6 separate regions of the Mus musculus genome follow, and regions 1, 2, 3, 4 and 6 are each linked to region 5. Evidence: chromatin contacts called from public ChIA-PET, HiChIP or PLAC-seq and promoter capture Hi-C data. All regions are on one chromosome and are shown on one strand. The core of a region is the stretch at or near the end of the contact, and the rest is flanking DNA. Distances in the headings are between cores, read along the strand shown.

The links. Promoter capture Hi-C pulls out the DNA fragments that hold promoters and counts their contacts. ChIA-PET counts read pairs in DNA pulled down with a chosen protein or histone mark. HiChIP or PLAC-seq counts read pairs in DNA pulled down with a chosen protein or histone mark. Capture Hi-C pulls out chosen DNA fragments and counts their contacts.
Region 1: an RNA polymerase II ChIA-PET map of memory CD8 T cells shows a contact between it and region 5, with 20 read pairs. The contact joins the promoter of AA388235 here to the promoter of BC051142 in region 5. A contact is called at or near these places in 1 of 39 promoter capture datasets (pre-B cells), 1 of 15 datasets of contacts at CTCF or cohesin (large pre-B cells), 2 of 484 Hi-C or Micro-C datasets (large pre-B cells and pro-B cells) and 3 of 115 datasets of contacts at active chromatin or transcription factors (bone marrow-derived macrophages, large pre-B cells and memory CD8 T cells).
Region 2: a contact with region 5 is called in a promoter capture Hi-C map of embryonic stem cells, with 2.5 times the contacts expected there. The contact joins the promoter of H2-Oa here to the promoter of BC051142 in region 5. A contact is called at or near these places in 7 of 39 promoter capture datasets (embryonic stem cells, hematopoietic stem and progenitor cells, liver and 2 more), 4 of 484 Hi-C or Micro-C datasets (B cells and embryonic fibroblasts), 5 of 115 datasets of contacts at active chromatin or transcription factors (the 230-238 cell line, forebrain, large pre-B cells and 2 more) and 1 of 9 other capture datasets (liver).
Region 3: a contact with region 5 is called in a promoter capture Hi-C map of cranial neural crest. The contact joins the promoter of Nelfe here to the promoter of BC051142 in region 5. A contact is called at or near these places in 5 of 39 promoter capture datasets (cranial neural crest, embryonic stem cells, hematopoietic stem and progenitor cells and 2 more), 1 of 115 datasets of contacts at active chromatin or transcription factors (bone marrow-derived macrophages) and 1 of 9 other capture datasets (macrophages).
Region 4: a contact with region 5 is called in an H3K4me3 HiChIP or PLAC-seq map of pro-B cells, with 7 times the contacts expected there. The contact joins the promoter of Ring1 here to the promoter of BC051142 in region 5. A contact is called at or near these places in 2 of 39 promoter capture datasets (hippocampal neurons and pre-B cells), 1 of 15 datasets of contacts at CTCF or cohesin (large pre-B cells), 9 of 115 datasets of contacts at active chromatin or transcription factors (bone marrow-derived dendritic cells, bone marrow-derived macrophages, embryonic stem cells and 3 more) and 4 of 9 other capture datasets (embryonic stem cells, liver, macrophages and 1 more).
Region 6: a promoter capture Hi-C map of pancreatic islet shows a contact between it and region 5. The contact joins the promoter of Rgl2 here to the promoter of BC051142 in region 5. A contact is called at or near these places in 1 of 39 promoter capture datasets (pre-B cells) and 1 of 9 other capture datasets (pancreatic islet).

The regions. Positions count from the first base shown.
Region 1 is chr17:33,979,758-33,983,555 of GRCm38.p6, reverse strand. AA388235 (expressed sequence AA388235) reads right to left here and starts at 2,064. Exons shown (of 1, transcript NR_033305.1): 1 at 1-2,064.
Region 2 is chr17:34,090,356-34,094,581 of GRCm38.p6, reverse strand. H2-Oa (histocompatibility 2, O region alpha locus) reads right to left here and starts at 2,203. Exons shown (of 5, transcript NM_008206.2): 1 at 2,054-2,203; 2 at 501-749; 3 at 1-274. The coding sequence starts at 2,135. It overlaps BC051537 (cDNA sequence BC051537), which reads left to right. Exons shown (of 5, transcript NR_046183.1): 3 at 2,037-2,142.
Region 3 is chr17:34,848,216-34,852,244 of GRCm38.p6, reverse strand. It overlaps Nelfe (negative elongation factor complex member E, Rdbp), which reads right to left and starts at 1,854. Exons shown (of 11, transcript NM_001045863.1): 1 at 1,657-1,854; 2 at 1,252-1,334. The coding sequence starts at 1,326. Skiv2l (superkiller viralicidic activity 2-like (S. cerevisiae)) reads left to right here and starts at 2,041. Exons shown (of 28, transcript NM_021337.2): 1 at 2,041-2,111; 2 at 2,246-2,349; 3 at 3,811-3,920; 4 at 4,020-4,029. The coding sequence starts at 2,090.
Region 4 is chr17:34,022,519-34,026,326 of GRCm38.p6, reverse strand. It overlaps Ring1 (ring finger protein 1), which reads left to right and starts at 1,647. Exons shown (of 7, transcript NM_009066.3): 1 at 1,647-1,817; 2 at 1,909-2,038; 3 at 2,874-3,034; 4 at 3,133-3,348; 5 at 3,642-3,808. The coding sequence starts at 1,961. It overlaps Mir219a-1 (microRNA 219a-1), which reads left to right and starts at 1,235; the gene lies at 1,235-1,344. Mir219c (microRNA 219c) reads right to left here and starts at 1,315; the gene lies at 1,256-1,315. It overlaps H2-Ke6 (H2-K region expressed gene 6), which reads left to right. Exons shown (of 9, transcript NM_013543.2): 9 at 102-294. The coding sequence ends at 118.
Region 5 is chr17:34,397,134-34,400,821 of GRCm38.p6, reverse strand. BC051142 (cDNA sequence BC051142) reads right to left here and starts at 2,002. Exons shown (of 20, transcript NM_001001177.2): 1 at 1,969-2,002.
Region 6 is chr17:33,927,521-33,931,749 of GRCm38.p6, reverse strand. Rgl2 (ral guanine nucleotide dissociation stimulator-like 2) reads right to left here and starts at 1,856. Exons shown (of 18, transcript NM_009059.2): 1 at 1,706-1,856; 2 at 1,309-1,505; 3 at 1-24. The coding sequence starts at 1,464. Tapbp (TAP binding protein) reads right to left here. Exons shown (of 8, transcript NM_009318.2): 8 at 2,460-3,610. The coding sequence ends at 3,599.

The DNA.
Region 1 (3,798 bases), core at 815-3,314, 420 kb after region 5:
CAAGATCTTAAAGGTTCTGGTCATGGAGCAAACAAAGGGAAGGAGATTAGATTCTGGGGTTTCTCTCTCTCTTTTTCTCTCAGTCGTTCTTTCTCTACTATCTGGCCAGGCATTGGTGGCACACGCCTTTAATCCAAGCCCTTGGGAGGCAGAGGCAGGCAGACGTCTGAGTTTGAGGCCAGCTGGTCTACAAAGTGAGTTCCAGGACAGTCAGGGCTATACAGAGAACCCTGTCTCGAAAAAAGAAAGAAAGAGAGAGAGAGAGAAAGAAAGAAAGAAAGAAAGAAAGAAAGAAAGAAAGAAAGAAAGAGGGGGAGAAAGAAAGATAGTTTTAATAATAATAATAATGGTAATAATAATAAATAATAATAACAAAATGTTTAGCCTCTCCTTTTGCTCACAATCCAGAAGAGGTAGTGGAAGAGAAAAGTTATTTAGATATGGGGGAAGTGGACCTGTTTAACAATAGCTTTTGGGGGGCAAGCTCAATTTTCTTTGTCAGCAGTTCAGTCCCATGGCAAACACCAAATACGAATCAACAGCTTCAGTCCAGACTTCTTGGCCAGCAGACCCCATACAGGAACCAGCAGGTACAGTCCAGTCCTCTCAGTAGGGAAACACCATGCCTGAATCAGCAACTGTAGAAACCAGAAGAGCAAGCAGACACAGAGCAAGCCTTTCCTTCTTCCAGGTCTTCATGTAGGCTTCCAGCAGAAGTCATGGCCCAGAGCAAAAAGTGGGAGGGGCTCCTGCTCAAATATTCTGGTTTACACCTGTGTCTTCCTACCTCAAAGAAAAGGATCAGAAATTGATTTTCACACTTCAAATTAAGCAAAAACACCTCACAGATGCTGCCCTCCATTTTGAGGTTTTAGTTAACCCCACATGTAGCTGACATCAAAGAATCATCACCATGGTCCCTGTCCGAGTTCTGGAACTGCTCTCTGGGGCTTTGCAGCTCCTTTTAGCACCCATGGCTCTGCCTCCTGCCTCCCCTCTTACAGGGAGTTTTCTTCCCACGGCTGGAAAAGCACGTAAAGTTCTTCTGGATGTAGTTTGATGAGAGCAGGGCGGCCTGAGACCTGAGAGCCCTGGAGAAGTGCAGATAGGAAGGAGGCCCTGGGGCAGCTCAGCAGCCTGGATCCCCTTTACCCTCAGCTCTGTGGGTTCAGACGCTGTCCTCTTTGTTTCTTCCACCAGGCGGCGCTGTTGCCCAAGAATGCGATGCTTCTCTTTCATCTTCAACAGGTGAGACTCTGGAGGGTCTGCAGTGGGAGGGAAGATGGGAAAGGGGACACCTTTCTCTGCAGGAATGCTCTGGATGTTGGGATGTCATGGGCTGTTACAAATTAGCATTCAAACGTCTGAGTCGAATTTATCTTGTTCATAGGGAATCAAAAACTCACATCAGCTCAAGTGCAAAGATGAGCACACACTGTGTCTTCTTCCTGGGATGAGGCTGTGACCCACTGGGCATGGTAGGTTCATAAAATGAAATATCATCTGTATTTTTAATTTTATGCTTTTTGACAAATTGTCATTTCAATACACTCTATTTCAACCATCTTTTCCTGTCCTGTTACAGAGCGCTCTTCATTGGCTGGTGGGACAGTGATGTCCAAACATTCCTGTGCCCTCCACTCCTGTCCTCACACTCTGGATGTGTAGGAGAAAGAGAAGGAGTATTTTTCAAATCATATTTTTAAAATTTTATTGTCATGAGATGTAATCATTTTTGTATGTGAATATGTATGTGCACTAGCACTAGCATTCGATCCCTGGGAACTGAAGTTGCAGATGGTTGACAGCCACCATGTGCTGATGGAACTCACCCTGGATCCTCTGCAACAGGAACTGTTACAAACGCGTTCTCTCACACCCGGCCAGGAAGAACACAACAACCAGAATCTTCTGCGGCAAAGCTTTATTGCTTACATCTTTATGGGGCCAGAGCGCCAGAGCGCGCGGGAGAGCGAGGGCGCGCCAGAGCGCCGAGTCCTATTGTTACATCTTTAGGCAGCGAGAGAGCGCAAGGCGCGCAGAGCCAGAGAGATGCCAGCGAGAGAGAGATGGCGGAAACCCCCTCCCTCTTTAAGGAGAACTATATTTTTGCTAGGATGCATCACTCCCTGATTGGCTGCAGCCCATGGCCGAGTTGTAGTCACGGGGAAGGCAGAGTACATGGGGGGAGGAGTACCCTGGCACATGCGCAGATTATTTGTTTACCACTTAGAACACAGGATGTCAGCGCCACCTTGTGACAGCGAATGTGGGGCGGCTCCCAACAAGGAACACGTGCTCTCAGCTCTGAGCCATCTCTCCAGCCACCACTGGAATGTTCACATCAAAACCACACAGCTGATCCACAGCCTGCTGCTGAGCACATGAGAGAAACTAGAGGCCCAGGAAGAGACAGTGTCAGTGCATAGCTCAGGAGGGAGGGGAGCTGGGCACTGATGGGGAGAGGCCTGAGGACAGAGACAGAGAGGGGCTGAGCAGGAGGGGACAGAGGCAAAGGGGGAGACCTAACTCCGCAGAGTCCCCTGTTGGAGGGTATCTCTGTCAGATTGCACTGGACACATCTGCAGAACCCTGCTGGTCTCTTCCATTTCATAGTGAACGCTATGCTGGTTTGAATGAGAACAGCCACACGGGCTCATAGGAATGAATCCTTCATATCCAGCAGATGGAACTCTTGAGAAAGATTGGAGGTGTGGCTTGGTTGGAGAAGTGTCACTGGGCTGGGCATTGAGGTTTTAAACATTTCCAGGCTCCAGGCACCTGCGTTTGGCTGTGCCTGTGGTCTGGCTGGACTTTAATGGCGTAGGTTGCGGAAAGCTGGACCAGGGACCATTATAGAGCAGGTGAACGTGCAGACCGCCATTGCGCATGAGCAGGAGCTGCTCAAGATGACTGACAGGCGTTTCAGGAAGTGCATCAGGAAGCCTGGGGCTCCTTGGACAACTCTGAGCAGGAATGCATCACCATATGCATGGACCGTTACAAGGACGCCTTGAACACTGTGTCCTACGCCTACAACTCTCGACTGCCACTGGAACAAGCCAACGTGTGATCGACACCTGTGCTTTCTGACAGTGCTCTCAGAAGACAGCAAGGACCAGTGTGAGTGCAGGGACATGGCTGACCCACTGAGCTGTGACCTCATGAGAGAGCAAGCCAATGAAGCACTGATGGGAGGGTGGGGAGGAGCGACTCCCACTGTTCCCAGTGTCTCTCCTTTGGTATGCAGATAGATGTGTGAGCTTACACTGTTCTTGTACCATGTCTTTCCTCTGCCGTCATGGATTCACATTCTCTGAAAGTAGAGAACAGATTAAAAACATTCACAACTTGATGGGGTCCCAACGTCTTATAGTCGTAGAAAAGTAACGAAAGCCAAGTGTGATGACACAGGCCATTAATCCCAGCAGACAGGCGAACTCTGTGAGTTCAAGGCCAGCCTGATGAACATGGTCATCTGTGGAGACCCACCTTGCCTTATAAAAACAGGATAAAACAGAAGAAAAGTAACAGAGACAGATCCTTCTGTGGAGCTGCTTAAGGCCAGTTGCTTCCCTAGTCAGGATGAAACCTAAGAGCATCAAGTTCTCAGGGAAACGGGGGAGAGGTCAGGTCAAACTCCACACAACCAAAACCTGTGTAAACTTAATCTTTCCCAATATCACTGATCAGGGGTGAAACCTCGAAACACCAGTGTGTGCTCTCTGGCATGAGGATCATCTTTCTTCCAGTGTCCACACTGCACAGGCGTGAGGAACTCTGGGGCCAACTCAGTTA
Region 2 (4,226 bases), core at 954-3,453, 310 kb after region 5:
TGGAGGAGCGGTGTATCCAGGCCCCAGTGTTCCACCTTGCAGTCGTACACATCCTCCGCAGAGGGCACGAAGGTCAGGTAGTGGAACTTCCGGAACCTGTGGTTAGGCTGAGAGTAGAAGCTGGTCTGGGCCACTCCCTTAGTGATGGGCTGGCTGTTGCGCAGCCAGGTGACATTGATCACAGGCGGGAAGATATCATCCACGATGCAGATGAGGACGTTGGGCTTTCCGAGCTCCACACGAGTCTTGGGGAGAACGGTCACTCTGGGAGGCACTAGGAGGAATGAGAACCTAAATCCCAAAGTCCCGTCCCTCACAGCTCTTGGTCTTACTAGAGCCGAGATTAAGGGATACTTCCTCCCGTGTGGCCACCTGCAGAAACGTTCTGGGATCTTCCTGGGGCAGGAGGGGAGGGGAGGGCAGGATTCTGAAGAGGGGTTGGGGATTCTGTCCATCACCTTCCCTGCCTAGTTAGGTGGGGTGGAGGGAGGGCCAGGTACCGCTGACAGCTCTGGTTCGGTTGGAGCGTTCCACCAAGATGTCCAGATGAGCTTTGATCATGGAAATGCTCATCAGCCCACTCTGAAAGTCCGAGTGGGCGAAGTCTCCAAACTCAGGCAGACGCCACACGACCTCCTCGTTCTTCAGATCCACGGAGAAAATTTGTTCCCCGTCAAATTCGTGTGTGAACTGTCCAGAAGCGTCGTAAGATTGGTAGAAGGCCGGTCCATAGGAGCCCATGTGGTCGGCTGTATTGGGTGAGGGAAGGATGGGAGCTGAGAGAAGCATGTCTCAGCTTCTGAGTCTCAGCCTGGTCTCATCCTGGGCTGTGGGGTGAGGACAGCCCTGCAAAGCCATAGCAGCCCCTTGAAAAGTTCCAGAGACACGAAAGGGGGAGGGCAGAGGGGGCGTGGCCACTGCATGCATGGGTGGAGCTGACAAAGCAGGCTGGGAAAAGGAGAGACAGCCCACAGGAGATGGTGTCAGGTTTCCAGGCCTCCATCATCTGCTGTAGCTGTAGAGGCAGCCACCCTGTCAGACCTTGTGTGTAAGATGGTAAATTTGGGGCGAGGAGGAAATGGTTAAGGGGAAGCACTGAAGGGAGCTTTTGGGAAAGAAAGCTAGCATAGGAGTGGGTGAGGGACAGTGACAGACAGGAGCATGATGTAATAATATCCATGATCCAGAGACCAGGGTGAGGAAAAGGGCCGCTTTCCACAAGCCAGGCATGACAGCACATCCCTACAACCCCAGCACAGAGAGGGTAGAGACAGAAAGATCAGAAGTTCAAGACCAGCGTGGGCTGCCTAGTTCAATGAAACTCTGCCTCATTAACACATGGAGGGAGAGAGAAGTTCCCAAAGTATTGTAAGATAACACAGGACATAAAGTCAGGAGTTCAATCCTGGCAGCAGCAACGGCGCACTTGAGAGGCAGAGGCAGGCAGATTTCTGAGTTTGAGGCCAGCCTGGTCTACAGAGTAAGTTCCAGGACAGCCAGGGCTACACAGAGAAACCCTGTCTCAAAAAGCCAATTTAATAAAGAAACAAACAAACAAACAAACACCCCAAGATTCAAACTTTACATTCCACCTTCCATCTGGGAGTGTTGATTAATAGGTCTCACCCTCGACAAAGTGCTGTTTCCTGGTGTCAGGGCTACATTTCCACTGACTCTTTCAGAGCTCTACACTTCTGAGGAATGTAAGGGACTGTCATGAGCCCAGCGTGACAGAAAACAAACGGGGAAAACCAAAACACTGCAACAAAGCTGGATGAGAACTGCTTGTTGCAGCCAGGAAGTGGTTCAGGAGCCAGGGTGCTCTGCAGTGAGGCGGGTGAGGGCACGGATCTCAGAAAAGAGGAAGAGCTGAGGGGGGCTCTGAATGTAAAAGAAGCCCAGAAGAGACCCAGCCTCAGCCCAGTGGTTAGGCCCACAATGGAGGTGGCAGGGATTTGTCTGCAGGTGGAGGGAGTTGCCATATACCCGACACAGAGAGAGACACTTTCCCCTGTGCTGTACTCTCCCACTCCCAGGTGTCCCCAGCACTTACCCTTGATGGCCCTTACTCCTCGGGGACTCAGGAAGCTCATTGCGGTTAGGAGTACCGGGACCAGCTCCACAAAAAGGACCATTGCTGGGGTGAGTGGCTCTAACAACGTCTGTTTGGGAAGCAAGGGAGCAAGATCGAGGTAAAAAGAAACAGAGTCCAGGTTAGGGGAAGACCCTTGCGGTAAGCAGCCAATCAGAGCAGTTCTCTGAGATAATGGGTTTGTTGCTGGGCAAGGAAGTAAAGAGTCTGGGTGAGAAGGTGGAGAGTGGAGGCCATGGGTCATCTGTCACTTCACCTTTCAAGAAGGGGCTTCAGGAAGGAGCAGAGAAGTCACAGAGCACCAAATGGCTATGCTGGGCAAAGCCTCCATCTGGTCCATGATAGAACCTGATTTTTCCTGTGGGTCCCTCTGGAAATTTTGGGGGGTAAAATATAAAACAAAACACACTAAGAACTTTTAAAGGGAGATCATTGGATATAATAAATCACAGCATAGAAACTCTTATATTTGTAAATCATTTTCAAAAACATTATTTTATTTTATCTGTAAGGAAGACTGTGTAACGGCTGAAGATGCTCCCCCTGAAGGAACACTACAGGCAGTTCCTACAAGTGACATGGGGTGGGCAGAGGACATTGGTGGTCTCCATTTGTCCCTTCTAGTCCCCAGACACCCTCTTGCACGCTGGCCAGAGGTTGACCAGGGTCCGCATGCACCTAGCGTTTGCCTATTGGTGAACTCAGCCAATGGCTGGCACTGGAAGGACTCAGTCAATACAGTAAATAGAGAGATTCAGGCCACGCCTTTAATGCCAGCACTCTGGAGGCTGAGGCAGGTGAATCTCTATGAGTTCAATGGCAGCCTGGTTTACACAGTAAGTTCCAGGCCAGCCAGGCTACATAGAGAAACTTTGTCTCAAAAAAGAGAAAGGAAATAGAAATGGGTAAAGAGAACTTCCATCAAACTTGTGGCAGCCATCTTCCAAAGAGGCTGAAATCAAGGGTTTTCAAGCTTGACGCTGTCTGAGAAGTCTGCGACTTTGGCTCCAGCGAGTTGCTTTGGCTCAGTGAAGTTTGTAACAAATACTCGTTCCGGGTGCTGCGGAGGTGGCTCTGTGGGTAAAGTGCTTGCCACACAAGCACAAGGACGTGAGTTTGGATTCCCAACACACCGAAAAAGCCAGGCATGGTGGCACATGTCTGTAAACCCTCAGCCGTGGCGGGGCAGAGACAGGGAGATCCGTGTAACTGGCTAGCCAGCCAGTCTAGCCAAACAGGTGAGCTCTAGGGCTTTAGGGTCAGCAGCAGAGCCATCTCAAAAGATGCAGTGGGTGGGCAGGCTGGGAAATACTCAGCCTTAAAATCCCACGCTGCTCTGCCAGAGGACCAGAGTTTGGGAAACAGCGCCCTCAAGAGGCTGCTCACGACATTCTGTAACTGCAACTCCAGGGGACACAGTGTACTCTCTGCAGATGTCTGCATGAATGAGGGGACCTACTCACAGCCTTGGTCCAGCCCTGAACCAAGTCTCTCTTCCAGTGACAGTGCAGCTGGAGTCCCAGGTCAGCGGGGCAAGAGGTGGGTATGTCTTAGAGAAACCATGGCTACCTCGGTGGCTTCTCTGTTTAGTAATGGCTGAATAGAGAGGAGTGATTTTGAGATGGGGTCACCCAGCAACTCATCAAGGGAGGCTGCCCAAGTGCGTTTTTATTTCTAAATACGTGAAGGCTTTTGAGCCAGGAGTCCCAGTCCACACCCATAATCTCAGCACGGAACAGGCGGAGGAAGATCGCACAAATATAAGACTAGGTTCTGTCTCAAAAAACATATCAAGATGGACTGGAGAGATGGCCCAGAGGTTAAAAGCACTGGCTGCTCTTCCAGAGGTCCCAGGCTTGGCTCTTCATACCCACATGGTGTCCTACAACTATCTGTAACCCCAGTTATCAGAAATTCAGTGGTCCACAGACATGCATGCAGGCAACACACCATGTACAACAAAGAAATACATCTTTTTAAAAATAAGACAACAGGATGAAATAACAGTAAAAAATGTGAGCCCCCTGGCCACTGCCCCTCAAAGTGAATTGCAGACTTAATAAATCTGTTTTCTGCCTGAAAAATGGAAATTTTGTTCTGCTTTGAGGTTTTTTGTTGTTGTTATTTGTTTGTT
Region 3 (4,029 bases), core at 605-3,104, 450 kb before region 5:
GAAGCCCACAGTACTTAACCTAACCAAACTATGGTGTCCAAGGCCTTCCAGTCTCACATTTTGGAAACTGAAAACCAAAAACACCTAAGCCCTACCATATAAGCTGCAAATAAGACCTGAATCCTTGGGGATTTTATCCACCCATCTCCCATCTTCTGCACATTTAATGAGGCCATGCAGAATCAAAACACATAGTTCCCACCCTTAAGGAATTCAGAACCCAGGAAACAATGGCTAGACTGACAGCCAAGAATAATCAAGGGCACTAATCACTCAGGGCTGAGTATAAGCAACACTTTCTGATGCATAAGCAGCTAGTAAACTGAGACCTCACAGAATTACCCAACACAGACAGAAAAGATACTTTAGACAAAGAAATTGGGGTTGCAAAAATGCAGAGGAGGTTTTGGAAGGCAGGTTTTAAGAGAAAATAATTCTCTCTTTTGACAGGTATGGTGAGCTGATATTTCAATTCTATACATGATGTGAAACCTCGGAAGTGTTTTCAATGGATCAGGTGTGCCTTCAAAACAGCAAAGCCAGACCCTGTCAATGAGAAATTACTCAGAGGTTTCACTAGTAAGGAGAGTGCTGAGGACGGTGTTGTGCACCTAGAGTTCCACTTCCTGAGAGAAGCTTAGGGAGGAAGATACCAGGAGCCCAGGAGTTGAAAAAACAAAACAAAACAAAACAAAACAACCCACCCAACCCGGCCACATACTGAGATCCTTGCCAGGGGTAGTGGTAGGGGACAAAGTGGAAGAGGAACTTAGAAACCATCGACAGACTTGACAAATGTTTTGCTGTGTAAATAGTACAGAAGCCAGAGGTGAGGCAGAGCCATTCCAGGCTACCCAAAGCCACATATTTTCAATCCAGCCTGGGCTAAGTGTGAGACCCTGTCTGAGGTGGAGTGGTGTGTCAGAGATGAGAGATTTTAAGGCCTATTAAATGCAGTTGGTTATCTAAAAGCGAAGGGAGGGAGGTAGAGCAGACAGGAGGAGCACATTTACTTGGGCATTTGATGGTTCACAAGGCTCTGGGTGGTACTGAAGCCACAGGGACGATGATAATTCCATTGGGGATGACCAGAGAAGAGGGAGGGTTCAAATAAGACTGGACGATGCTGCCAAAGCTCCACTGAGAGGTCCCCTTCCGGTAGGAGGCAGGAGGACTCCCATGGCCTTACAGTCAGCCCAGGTGTCCCCAGAGTCTGGAGAAGCCGGGCCACCACGCTTAACTAACTCCTACCTTCTTCTTGAGTTTGTTGAACTTCTTCTGCAGTGCCTCTTCCTCTTCACTCAGCCCCGGAGGTATCACCAACATGTTGGCTCCTGGTTCAAGGGCAGAACCCAAGACATCATTCTCTACTGTCACCATTCAAAATTCACACGTCGTCCAACTTGCGTCCATCCTGTATGCACCCCAACCTCCAGGCCCGCCTACTCCAGCCTCTGGCCTTTCCCTAACCCCTCGTTCCTCCGAGGCTGCTTGTCCAGCCTCCTGTTTATGGTAATCAACCGGCATTCCCGCCTATGTCCAAGGTCCAGACACTAGAGCCTTGGGGTACCTCAGCCCGGAGAAGGGAAAGCACTCCCTGCGACGCCAAGGCGATGGCTCCCGACCCCCATGCCCAATGGGGTTAGGTCAGCCAACCTCGGGGTCCGATGGGCAGAGAAGGCGGCCGGGCCCGCGTAGCGCTATCTGGGCAACCAGAGGAGGAGGAAGAAGAACCAGGGGCCGCGCGGGGAAGGCGCGAAAGATGTGAGACGAAGCCCTCACCTGAGGGGGCGGCGCCCGGGCCCGCGGTCTCCGGCGCCGCCGCGCGGGCTACTGCGCGCTGGCTCGCGGCGATGACGTAAAGGGGCGGGACACGCGGTAACCAAGGCGGCGAGTCGCAGTGACTTCCGCCCGGCCTTGCCCGGCTCCGAGTCAGGCTTCGGCGCCGCTCTCGCCCACGCTCCCGGCGGGGAGTGGTGGAGGAGGGGGCGTGTCGGAAGTAATTTCAACTTCCGCCCTTCTCGGGGCGGGGCCGGCTCCGTGGTTACTCTGAGTTTCCGGGCTGCTCGGGAGCTGCCGCGGCTCCAGGATGATGGAGACGGAGCGACTCGGTGAGGGGGAGGGGAGGAGAGTGGACGGGAGAGGAGAGGAGAGGAGGGGAGGGGAGGGAGGGGGGTCCGCGGAAAGGACTAGTTAGTAGACAGGAATGACTTGTGGCTTTTAACCTGTGACCTTTCCCTTGTAGTTCTGCCTCCCCTAGATCCCCTGAACTTACCCCTTCGAGCTCTGGAAGTGGGGTGCACTGGCCGTTGGGAGCTGCTGAACGTGCCAGGGCCTCCAGAGAGCACTGTGAGTGACTTTTGACCCTCACCTTTGACCTATGAGCCTAAAAGAAATTCCACCCTGCTCACAGGAGGATGTAGCTTGACACTGTCATCTTGGCCTCCGGCTCATGCTGGACAGATCCCACTCTACTGGAACTCCAGTAGGTCGGAGCGGGGAGTGCTGGAGACGCGAGCTCTCAGAGCTGCCCCTTCACCTGTATCTTTCCTCCTAGGAGGTTCCTTCTCTCTGCATAGCTCAGAGCACTTGGCTCTTTTAAACTGAAGCCTGGCGTGGCTCACACCCTTATTCCCAGCACTTGGGAGGTGGAGGCAGGCAGATCTCTTGAATTGGAGGCCAGTTTGATCTACATACCAAGTTCTAGGCCAGCCAGGGCTATGTAGTGAGATCTCATCCCCAAAACAGAAAGAAAAGAAGCAGAAAATTTAAGACTGGCAGAATGACTTATTAGCCCAGAGATTCTCCACCTTTGATTCACTACCCATTTGAGGGTGGAATGACCCTTTGACAGGGGTCACATCACATATCAGATATCCTGCACACCAGACATTTACATTAAGATTCATAACAGTAACAGAATTACAGTTAATAAGTAGCAACACAATTATTTTTCGGTTGTGGTCAGCACAACAGGAGAACCGGTGCATTAAAAGGTGGCAGCATTTGAGAAGGTTGAGAATCACTGGCTTAGCCTATTAAAGCGCTTGCCCATGCAAGTCTGATGAGACACACGTAAAGGCAGCGAGAGAGCCAGCTCCACAATGTGGTCTTCTGACTGCCATGTGTGCATGCGTGTACCCATGTCCACCCATTACACACAGACCTATACATACTAACACATACTACTACAAATAATAAGAATTCTAAAATGCGAATTCTCAGTTGAGCACATAGCTCACTTGGTATAGCGCTTGCTCAGCATACACAAAGCCCTGGTTTTGATCCCTGGCTCTGCATGATAGTCAGGTGTTGGTAGCTCATGCTTGTCACCCCCTCACTTGAGAGGGGGAGGGATATGTGTACACACACACACACACACATCAAGTTGGATGCAAACATGGGTTTCATGAGAGCCTCTCTCAAAATAAGAATGCAGATTGCTGTGTCTGGCCTCTGTGTGTCTGAAATCAGTGATTTACCTTAGTTGGTATCCTGGGACATCTACCATTGGATCTGAACACAAGTTCCATCGCCTCTTTTGTCTACACGCTATCCTTTATTAACCAACTTAAGGTTTCTTCTTTTTTTTTTTCTTCAATTTATTTATTTATTTTATATACGAGTAAACTGTAGCTGTCTTCAGACACACCAGAAGAGGGCATCGGATCTCATTACAGATGGTTGTGAGCCACCATGTGGTTGCTGGGAATTGAACTCAGGACCTCTGGAAGAGCAGTCAGTGCTCTCAACTGCTGAGCCACCTCTCCAGCCCCCAACTTAATACTTCCTATCTCGCCCTTGTCCCAGCTCCCCCATGGCCTCCCTCCATGCGCCCCAGATCTGTGCCAGGAAGCAGAGCAGCTGTTTCTGTCGTCTCCAGCCTGGCTTCCTCTACACGGTGTAGAGCACTCAGCTCGGTGAGAAGTCTGCAGCCTCCCAGATTGGAGAGATGGACCAATGGAAGGAAGCTGGGATAGGGAGAAAGCCGACTCCAAAATTCCTTTCCTTCTCTCCAGAAAATGGCAG
Region 4 (3,808 bases), core at 398-2,897, 370 kb after region 5:
CTGCAGCCTGCAGAGCAGACATCCCTTCTTTAGACCAGGGACAGAAGTGGGTGCCTACATCCCCACCCATGCACCTGTCCCAATGCCTCTGCCCCTCTCAGGAGGTCTTTTCATGTAACTGCCTGATGGAAGCCGGACTCTGCTCACTCCCCCACCACTGCCTGGCCCTCCTGCTGATGAGGACGCTAAGTTCCCAGGCTACAAAAGAGATGGCAGTGTGTGGCTCAGGCATGCTGAATATGGAAGGCAGGGGTGCTTGTGACCCTAATAAATTCCAAATCCTCTTCCCTGCCACCTCCGGTTCTTCTTGTGTCCAAGCCCTCAGACCCTTCCCCACCTCCCCCTCTCTCCCCTTTCCAGGGATTGTTCCCTTTCACTGCCTGGTCTCCCAGGGCAACCCCCGCCGCCGGGTGTGAGAGGAAAGAGTGTATGTCACTGTGTATGCGTGACACTCTGGGTCTTTTCAGAGGGAGGGGATTCTGCCCCCACCCCCTCTCATTGGTTCTGCAGCACCAGTCACCCACCCCCATTCCCCGAGTTCCTTATGGACCCCAAGGGTGATTTGTTCTTGGCCCCATCCTGGTGTCCAGTCTGGCCTTGGAAGGGGGTCTTGGAACAGGTGGCCCTCCCCCACCCCTCCTTTCTCTTTTCCCCTCCCTTCTCTCCACCTTACAATAGCTGCAGCCGGCCTGGGGTCGGATGGGGGGGATTAGGGGAGGGGGCCAGGATTAGGGGAATGGACTAGCCGATGAAAGGGGCTGGAGGAGAGCAGAAGGAGGGGGCTGGGAGGAGGAGGAAGGGGAGGGGGTCCTTGCTAATCGACTCTGGTGCCCACATAAGGACTGGCCACGGACTGAAGGAGAGAACAGGGAAGTAGGGGGTAACTGGGTTGGGGGGCGAGGGGACCCACTGCTAACTTGTCCCAGAGATAGGACACCCCCTGGCAGCCGCTGCACAGGCTGGCGGGGGGGACGAATACCCATCACGGTCTCTTCCTCTGTGCCCCTTATTCCCGACTCTGAACCGGCTCTCAACCGGTATGGCCCTGCTCCTTCTCCTTCTCTCTCCTTCTCGTCCGCTTCCTTCACTCCGAGTCCCGGAGTGGCTTTGCCTACTTTCCCACGCCAGACATTCACTCGTGTGCTCCCCGACTCCCCCCAGGGGCCCGCCCCATCTGGTGTCCCCGCTTCCGCGCGGCGTCTCTATCCCCGGTGCCTCCGATGCGCTTCTCTCCCCGTCCCGGGCCGCGGCTCCTGATTGTCCAAACGCAATTCTCGAGTCTCTGGCTCCGGCCGAGAGTTGCGTCTGGACGTCCCGAGCCGCCGCCCCCAAACCTCGAGGGGGAGAGGCCGGGCGGAGCGCGGGACGGTCCCCGGACACCCGGGACCCCGCCGCAGCCCTAGGATCTCAGGGCGCGCACCCAGCAGCAGAGGTGCAGCTGCGGCCGGCTTTCCGGGGTTCTCAGGCCCGGCTTGAGAGAAGTTGGGGATCAGCGCCACGGAGGGGATCCTCCGCCCTCGGGCTCTCCACATGCACCAGCACCCACCGGGCCGGCTCACCGCGCGCCCGGCGGGGGAGGGGGAACCCGGTTCCACGGCGCGCGTGGCGCGCGAGGGCGGTGACGTCTCCGTCGCGGGGTGGGATACAGGGAGGGCGGAAGTGACGTCGAGCCTCGGCGCCCAGGCCATGGCGGCGGTGGCGGTGGCAGCAAGGGTTGCGGCGTGAGTGGCAGCTGCGGACCGAGCGGACCAGGGCAGCGGAGCCCCGGGGTTCCTGGGGAGAGGCCCGCAGCAGGGCAGCGCGAAGGCCGGAGCTGGGTGAGGGGCCGCGGGGCGCACGCCCAGGGTCAGGGGGCGGGGTCTGCAGAGGGGCGGCCCCGACAGCGTCTCCCCCCACCCCCTTCCGCAGACCTCTCTCAGCGGAGCCCCGCTTGGAGGGGGAGGGTCTGTGCCCCGTCACCATGACGACGCCGGCGAATGCACAGAATGCCAGCAAAACGTGGGAACTGAGTCTCTATGAGCTGCACCGGACCCCGCAGGTGACAGGGATCTTCCAGCCCCAGCTTACCCCCTCCCACCAGCCCTCTCCCTCCCTGCCACACTACTCTTGGCCCGACTCTGTCTTTGAATCACCTTTTATCTTCTCAAAGCACTAAAACACCTACCTCATTTGATCCGATTTAACCCCTCAAAGTGGCCATGGCAGCGAGGTACAGCAGATATCACCGTTTTAATTGAAGCACGGTAAACAGAACTTACCGTCCCGGCCCTGTCCCATCTCAACAGCCACATGTCAATGTACACATATATATATTCATCCTGCGAGCTTAAATATAATTCCCTCTCCAGTTTTCTGACTCACGTGCGCTGGGACGACATCGGAATCTGTTTGACAGACACCCTGAACTTCTAGTCTAGGTAGTCTTGCTCTTTAGAGTTTTAAGAAAGCCTGTTGAGGCCGGATGTGATGGCGAAGGCCTTTAACCCCAGCACTCCTGAAGCCAGGACAGGTGGATCTCTTAAGTTTGAGGTCAGCCTGCTTAGAGGCCTGCCAGGAATACATGCATATGGAGACCCTGTCTTGAAAACAGCAAACAAAAAATGAAGAAGTCTTGTAGCATAAATATCCTCCAACCCATAGATCTGTGCCATTCCCAGCCCTAGTCCTCTCAACAAACCCTGGCCTTTCTGTTTCAAAACTCCTTGTAAATGGGCCCTCATCCCTTCTGTTCTGGTAATCTCCAAGTCATTGGTCTCCTCCATCCCAGAATTCCCATCAGTTTGGTCAGCATGGCTGTCCAGGTTCTTACCTTTCTCAAAGCTTGCCTCTAAAGTCCCCTTCCCCCAACCCACTGCCACCTTCTGATGACCCAGGAAGCCATCATGGATGGTACAGAGATTGCGGTTTCGCCTCGGTCACTGCATTCTGAGCTCATGTGTCCCATCTGCCTGGACATGCTGAAGAACACAATGACCACCAAGGAGTGCCTGCATAGGTTCTGCTCGGACTGCATCGTCACCGCCCTGCGGAGCGGGTAACAGGAGGGACATGTTTGCCATGGGGCCAGGCGGGTCAGCCTGGGCATCCATGATGGGAGTTGGCCCTACAGAGCTCCCTTCCTCCCACACCCAGGAACAAGGAGTGCCCTACCTGCCGGAAAAAGCTGGTATCCAAGCGGTCCCTACGGCCGGACCCCAACTTCGACGCCCTGATCTCCAAAATCTACCCTAGCCGGGAGGAATACGAGGCCCATCAGGACCGGGTGCTCATCCGCCTCAGCCGCCTGCACAACCAGCAGGCGCTGAGCTCCAGTATCGAGGAAGGGCTCCGGATGCAGGCCATGCACAGGTGTGGAGAACCAGAGACCTTGTTACCCATGGGTCTTGTCTGGAGTACGGGCCTGATAGTCTGCATTCGAGCTGCCAGGTGGCGACCGTGCAGCTGACGTTGGGATTTGAGGGAAGTGTCTGTTCTCAAACAAGCTAACCTCTGCCAGCCCTCTTTAGGCCTGTGTCTCCAGCCATCAGATAGAAGCAGGAAGCCTCACTAGTAGGGCCACGGCCTGGGGGGGGCTCCCCCTGAAGTTTAACACTAAGGGCTTGAATCCTGCTCTTTATAACCTGGAGTGTTTGTTTCTGCAGGGCCCAGCGTGTGAGGCGGCCGATGCCTGGATCTGATCAGACCGCCACAATGAGTGGGGGGGAAGGAGAACCTGGGGAGGGAGAAGGGGATGGAGAGGATGTAAGCTCTGACTCCGCCCCAGACTCTGCTCCAGGCCCTGCTCCCAAGCGACCCCGCGGAGCGGGTG
Region 5 (3,688 bases), core at 753-3,252:
GGTTGGTGGTTTCTAAAAGACATCCCAAAGCAATGAGAGCGTAGGAAATATACCATTCCCATAGATGAGAAAGGGGAAATGGAATGTCCCTGCAGCCTGTAGTCATGGGCATCCCCTGACTCAGGGAGAACAAATTGAGGACCAAGCCATTCAGTGGGTCAGTGGGTCATCACTACAACTCAGTGGGGTCATCTTAGACTGGCTAAGCCAAAGAGTCTTGGTGCCTGGTATCAGGACTTTTGTAGAAGCCAAAAGGTGAGAACAAGAACCAAGCTCTCATAGAGGGTCTTATCCATAGGAAAATTTTGGGAATGGAGTTGCAAAAGTCACAAGGACCTAGAGAAGTTGTGGAATTTATAATTAGCTTAAGTGAGAGTGGTAAAATGGGGCAGGAAGGGTTTCGATGGCCCAGTAGGACCTAAAGAAGGTGCAGGGTTGCAGCTCTGAGGGTGGTGGGATAGAGTCAGGACAGGAAGGGTTGTAGTAGCCCTCAAAAACTGCACTGAAAACCACCAGGGCCTAGAGGAGCTGTGGGATAGGCAGCTCTGAAGGGAAGGTGAGCAAGGGCAGGTAGGGGCACCATGGCCCAGGAGACCTAAAGGAACTGTAGAATAGCAGCTCCAATGGTGGGAGAATGGGGGGCAGGTGAAGAGTGCTAGTTGTAGCTTTAAAGACCACAGCTGGAGGTACCTCCACCTCCAAGAGTACTAACGGGGTGCTAGACACCCAACAGTCACATCCTCGGACTCAGGGAAGCATTTACACCCACCAGAAGGGGAAGCTTACCTAATTGTCACTGGTGGATGGGGTGTCAAGTAAGCAGTGAGCCGGAAGGTGAGACTGCTGCAAGCCAACTGGAGATAGGGGATAGGGTCCTAGTGCGGCTCAGACCCCAGAACTAGGGGGAGCACAGGCACCAGGAGAGCCTATCCAAGTCACAGCACTAAAATGTGTTTCTGTTCGGATGGGAGGGTATCTTGGAAGCCCAAGAACCTTACAGCTCTACTGGAAATGATATCCCAGCAGAAGGGCATCCTGAGACAGGAGACCACAGGAACCACACAGCTCTGCAAGGAAGCCTCCTCAGCAGAGGCATTGCAGCTCCCAGGGGAGGGTCTCCCCAGCTGAGCTGAGGAGCTCAGGAGCCTCAGCTCCACTCCTTCTCTTCACTTTTTCTCTTCATTGTTTCTTTTCTTCTTGGCTTCTTTTGAGGCGAGTGGAAGGCATATGGGTGTGGAGGAACAAAACCAGGGATGGCTGCCTTCTGCTCCTGGGAGAGGACAGCAGGGAACTGGACGAAAGGGCAGTGCTTATATAGGATTTCTGAGGGGGCAGTGTTTTTCGGGGCAGAGATTTCCAGAGTGAGGATTGGTGGGATTTTAAGTCTTGAACTTGGGAGAGCGCAGGAATTGGTGGGTTTTCCTGCTTAGGGATTGGTGGTTTTTTGTTTGTTTGTTTGTTTGTTTGTTTTGTGGGAAGCTCAGGGATTGGTGGCTTTTTTTTTTCATCCCCCCTCCCCCCCCCCCTTTCCCTGCATCAGTCAGACCCATGGGTTAGGGTAGGAAGTCCTTCCTGACTGCAGCCGGCCTTCGCCAGGGTTTGCTGAGGCACCATCTCTGTGGGGAGGCTAGGGGAGACTGGAGAGGAGGCGCTGCTGCCATGGTGGACAGTTCCAGCGGCGGTATTTCACTAAGGCTGTAGGCTGAGGCGGGACAGGGGATCCGCCACTGCAAGCTGAGCGGCCGCGGTGAGGCCGTTTTAACAGGAGCCGCCATTTTGGACAGCTCCTGTGGGACGCTTCATCGTGGCGTCGGCTGTGGCCTGCGGCGGCAAGGACAAACCTGCCGCCGCTTTGAGCGCTTTTGTGGCGCGGCAGCTTTTGTGGGGCTGCCGCGCTGCTCAGGGACTGTACGGGGGCGGGGAGTGAGCTGGACACGCCGCCTGTGGCAGGACTACACCATGACTAACCTTCTCTTTCCTTCGGGCTTGTTAGAATCCCCCTAACTGAAGGAGTGCGGATTCCCTGGTCCAATCAAGAGGCTGAGCTTAGCTACGTCATCAGTTACCAGGGATGGCTGCTCCTGGAGGCGTCCACAGCGCCACAGCCTTCTCCAGCTCTAGGATATGAGTCTCCTGAAGTGGGTGCACGTAAATCACTTTTGACATCTACACTATTAAGCTGAAGTGCAGTAAGCGCCAGGCTAAAGGTGCCTGGCTACACAGTCGTCTTCCTTCACCTCCTTTGCTCTCGCACAGCTTCAAATACAACAGTTGTCCTAACAGCTTTATGTAGGAAAAGTGAGTACCACCCCCCCACCCCCCCACCCCCACCCCCAGTCCTCAAACTGCTGAGTGAATGACTGACCATCACAGAGCTGGCCCAACTCCGCAGCCTGGTTGAAATGTTTCAGCTGCAACTGGATCCAGCACTAAAATAGTAAATAAAAAAGAAATTGCTGGTTTCAAAGAGGTCCCTCACATTGAATTTCTAACTAGCAACTGATGATGCAGTTCATATCTGACGCTGATTGGTCCTTAATACTGACCTTATCCAATCCAGCAGCAAGGCTGTGAATCTCCTGCTTCTTATGGCCTGGGGCATAGATGGAGTGAGGAGATAGTTGCCAAGGTGTGAGACCACTATCTCTCCTGCAGCGGGATGTGACTGTGGCTCCCCAGAGGCCCCTGTTTGGCCGCTGTGATCGTGATGCTGATGATGCTGAGCCCTTCTGTGGCTTTGGTCAGGGACCCCCAGTGTAAGTGCACACCTCAGGTTCTGAGCTGCTGGGTACGGAGGGAGGAAGGAGCTAACTTCCTCACTGTCCAGGCCAAGTCCCTTGTTACTATGGATGTTTTCTGTGAGCATGCACAGACCTCACATGAAATCCAAACTATGTCCCCAAACAGAAGCCTGGATGTTTGTGCTCTAAGAGCTGTGTGAGAGGTCCCTGTGTATCAGCCATTGTTTTTCAAGTTTCCTCCAGTAACATCTCTAGCCTTGTGTCATCTTCCATTAGGGCCCCAGGGGGACTGATAAATCATGATATTAAATTAACTTCTCACACAGGGGTTTTATGGGTTGAGCTATGCCAGGCAAAGAGGTCTTTGTATAAAAATAGAACTTCATATGTGTATTTCTATTCTATTTTGTATATTTTGTTTTAGTAAAAAAAAATAAAGTTAAGTAAAATATTGGTCTAATCAGAAGATTTCTGTGAAGGTGTCATAGAGTCAAGGGATAGCAGGGAGATCCATGTGCGCCCTCTGCAGGCTGTGCAGCTGCTGCTTAGCCACCTGTGTGTCTGAACCCAGGGCCTCCTCGTTCTCTCTCCCTGGCCCCAGTGCTTGCGCAGCCTGTTCCCGTGTGGAACCTCTGCTGGGTGGTGGCTAGTGTTTCCCCTTGTCCTTGGGAGCACACAGCAGCTAAGACTGAGGAAATAGCCTTCGAGATGATGGGCATCTGTGGGCTGTTCTAACGAACTTGAGGCCCCTTCTCAAACCCCTGAGTGGGTTAGAACCCATTTGGTGTTTGTGATTTGAACATGTTTGCATTTTTATTTTTCTTCCATATTCTCTGGCCTGAGCCCATGAAAGAGACCTGACTTCTCTTTGCAGGATATGATCCCCTTCCTAGTTTTATGATTCACATATACATCACACATAGAAAAATCAAAGTCTGTGCTATGCA
Region 6 (4,229 bases), core at 607-3,106, 470 kb after region 5:
CTCGTCCCAGACTGACACAGAAGCCTGGAGGAGCAAGAAGAGGAAGTGAGTTCCACAGCACCTCCAGTCCCCAGCCATTGTCCCCAGGCCCTGTTCCTCCCTCTGCACCCCTCACCTGTGATGGCGGGGGACAATACCAGCGAGTGCGAGGGGTAGAGGGTACTGGTGACCCCAGGTCTACCCCACCCTGGGGCTCAGACAGCCCCCCCGGCCACCTCAGAGCTCGGTGGGATGGAAGAGGTTGCAGTGAGGGTTTCAACTGAATGCAGGAACCCCTCTTCTGGCCACCTCCAACCCCCCTTGTCCCACAGCTGAGCCCAACGCAGAAAAGCAGGGCGCAAAGTCAGGAGCAGAGCGCGCCCGAAGAGGCACAAAGCCAAAGGAAGAGAGACCTGAAGCAGAGAGAAGCTGAAACTTCACAAGGCCCGCCCTCCCTGACAGAACCAGAGGAGCCCAAATTTAGTCCTTCCGCAGAGACTCCTTTTCCCCAGGTCCCCAATACAGCTTCCACTTAATCTCAGCACTGGGGACCCCCTGAAGGTGGCGGCTCCAATCCCAGTTACAAGAAGGGGAAGTAAGGATGATGGGGGGGGGGGGCGGTAGACTCAGAGTCATGTGGCCCTAGCCCCTCCCCCGACCGATCCCGAAAAACCAGCCTTGCTAGTCACCCTAACTTTACCAATGTCGGGGCCCAGGAGTCTGGATCCTCGGGCTCCGAATCTAACTTCTGGACCCTCCTGAATCCCTAAATCTTGCTGCGGACTACATCCTATCAGTCTCTTTGGACGAAGATGACCACGCTCTACCTATCCCGGGATCATCTCTCCAGGTGCCGGAACCTCTTGGCTTGCTGCCCTCTATTGAGCACCAGGGGGTGGGGGAAGAGGCGGCGAAATCTGAGGGTTCCCTCCCCAATCCTAGAGTCTGAGGAGCTGGTTACTGTGGAAACAAACCCCTCCCAGCCAAACAAAAAACGAGGAGGGAGACAGGGACCAAGATACAACTGCCCAGTGGCACCCGTCTAAGCAGGTATGGGCAAAGAGGGCCTGAGCCCCGCAGGCACAGTCAGCCCGTCTGCCAGCCAGCCATTCTGGTTCCGGCAGGTTCCTACGGGCAGGTTCCGAGCAGACAGACAGGGCGAACTTCATAGACACCAGGACCCGCAGCCAGGGGACAGATATCCAGAGAGAGTGTGGCGGGCGGGATGCGAGTGAGGCGGGGAGGAAGAGACCGAGGGACCCAGAGACACCGAAAGGAGGAGAGTCTCAGAAATATTTAATGCCCTGCCTCCCGCCACCCGCGTCTCACCTCTTCTTCTTCCTCATCCTCTTCCTCCTGCCCCCCGCCCACGGCCCGGCCACCTGGGTCCCCACCCTCTTCGGGGTCCCGGCTCCGGAAGCTGCTCAGCACGACTCCCCCGGGGGGGGTCGTGTCCAAAAGCAGCCGCAGGGGCCGCGGGAGCATGGCCGAGAGAAGCAATCAGCGGGGTCGGGCCATGGGGGCGCCTGGGGAGAGACGGGTGGGATTGGGTGGAGTCAGACGGGCGTGGGGGAGACGGACAAGAAGGGACCTAGGTGGGAGTCCCTGAGGAAGGCTGGGGGAGGGAGATACGGGAGTGGGGAAACCCAAGCCCTCGGTGCTTGCTTGGGACTTGGGGGCTAACTAGTGCGGAATGGGCAGGGTCACCCGGTGCTCCGGCTCTGACCTGCTCGGGAAGGGCGAGGGCTGCGCGCGGGTCCCGGGCCTCTGTTCTTGTCGGTCTCTGGCCCTCTACCGAGTCCCCTCCCCGGCTTTTCCGCGATGCCCCCCTCCTGCACCCCGCCGGGCTCCCGGGCCCTCCCGCCCTTTCCGCTTCCCCCCTCCCCGCGTCCGCCCGACAGCAGGAGCCAAAAAGGGAAGGAAGTGAGGACAGGAGCCAGGGAGAGCGACTAGGGGAGTGCTGGACGCCAGGGGCTGGGACGCAGGCTGCAGGTGCACTACTCCGCTGTCCCTTGCAGCCCCACTCGGTGGCTCTGAAGCCCGCGTCTCGCAGCAGACACGCTGGAGACCAGGGTCCTGTCTCAAGCCTCCACAGGAAGGCAAACACGGAATTTTAAGTCACTTTTTCTAACCAGAGCGGCGCTGCAACTGCCGAGGAAAGTGCCCTAGCAGTGGCGCGACCCCGTTACTGCAGCTCGAGAATGACACTGCCGCCCCGGCACGAGTGCAACGGAGCGAATCCGCGCCGGGTTTTCTGTGCCGCCCTTATGCCCGCCCACTCGCGGGGAGGGGGCGGAAGCCGGCTAGTGCGGCGCTTCCGGTTCCACTCGGGTCCGTCGCTCCGGGCGTCCGGCTCTCACCGTGCGCCCGAGCGCGCGCGGTTCCCACGGTGGCTATGTCGTCTCCCGGGTGCGAGACGAGGACCGGGAGGTGACCGAGGTTGGCTGTGCTTGGAAACGGGAGAATGAGAGGCCCGCATGGAAACTCGGAAAGACTTTATTAGCTCACGAGGACCGGCGAACAGGAGAGGACGAACCACACGGGGACATTCGTAAAGGGCCGAGACCCACCAGGCCCGGAGATGGTAAAGGTGGACCAGGCAAAAGAAAAGCTGTGGTAGGAATGGAGAGCTGGAGAGGTAGGCTTTAGTCCGCGAGGGAGACACATGGACCTTTCCGTCTCTAGACTACTGCTGTGGGCTGTCCCTGAGGTCTCTAGAATCTTAAGATGCTATGAAGACCTTTCGTCCTAATCCCCTGGCCAGTGGTTCTCAACCTTCTTAACATTAACGCAGTTCAAGTTGTAAAATTATTTTCTTTGCTACTTCGTAACTGCCTTTACTACTGTTGTGAATCCTAATGTCTGGTATTTCCGATGGACTTAAAGGGGGTTGTGAGCCACAGGTTATGAACCCGCCTCTCTGGCGCATACACTGGTTCTTCTCAACCCTGGGACTCTACGCATGTGTGTTCTTATATTTAGTTCTCTCAACAAAGCCCCGCCAAGTAACCCCGACTGACCTGAAACTCCCTATTTGTAGATCAGGCTGGCATGGAAATGTCAGAGATCCACTGCCTCTGCCTCCCGACTGTGGGCATCAAATGAGTGTGGCGCTAAGTCTCGCTTTTTTCTCATCTTAAAAGTTTAGTTCGAGTCCAGCGGTGGTGGCGCACGCCTTTAATCCCAGCACCTGGGAGGCAGAGGCAGGCGGATTTCTGAGTTCGAGGCCAGCCTGGTCTACAGAGTGAGTTCCAGGACAGCCGGGACTATACAGAGAAATCCTGTCTCCAAAAACCAAAAAAAAAAAAGACCTCTAGGCATGGTGTCCAGTGCCGTTTGTCACTCCGAGGCAGAGGGACAGGTGGATCTCTGGGACTTCGAGGCCAGCCTGGTTGGCTTGGTGAGGGTTCAGGACAGCCAGCCAAGGCTACATAGAGAGACCTTGTCTAAAAACAAGAACAAAACAAGAAAGATTGAAACAAACAAAAAAACCTTAAAAAAAAAAATCCGAGCTATTCAATGGAGGGAGAAGAAGAGAAGAAGGCTGTTGTTCTGGGGCAGGGGCTACTGGAGTCATCTGGGCCAGAGATGAGGGTGGCTTCCACAGACGAGAACTTCTTTACTGTGACTTCTGCAAGAGAAGAAAGAAGTGGGGAATTGGAAGTGTTGGGAGGGAAGTGAGTTTCTCCCAGTTAATGTAGAAACATTCTCACAGTTACAGGCGTGGGAGCAGGCTGGGGCTGTCATTTCCCACCGGCCAGACATGGTCATGAGTGTCCTCGCTCCTGAGTCTTCCAGAAGACCCAGTGGGTCAGCTGAGAATCCAAGCAAACCCCACCCCTGGGCTGTGCTCTGAGCTTTGGAAGTCCTTATGTTGTCTACATGTTTACATTGCCTGGATAGGTCAGAGCCGGACTTGGCCACTGCCGCACAGTGGTCTCCCAGGCCACTCCCTGTCACACTTTAGGAGCCTTTCCCTCCATACAGTCTCTTTGCTGCCTATTCTCATGCTTTGATGGTATCCCACTTTACCCTGTAATAAATTCTGATTGTCTTCTGCACTTTAAAAACTTATGCTGGGAGACACTCAGCAGGCAGACTCAATCACTGGTCTGAGTTTGATCCAGGATCGTACAAGGTTGTAGGAGAAAACTGGTCCCAAGAGTTGTCCTCTGACATCCAACCTTATGTGTGGTAACACACCACACACATTCATATGCACACATAGGGGAAAATCTTTAAGAGGAAGA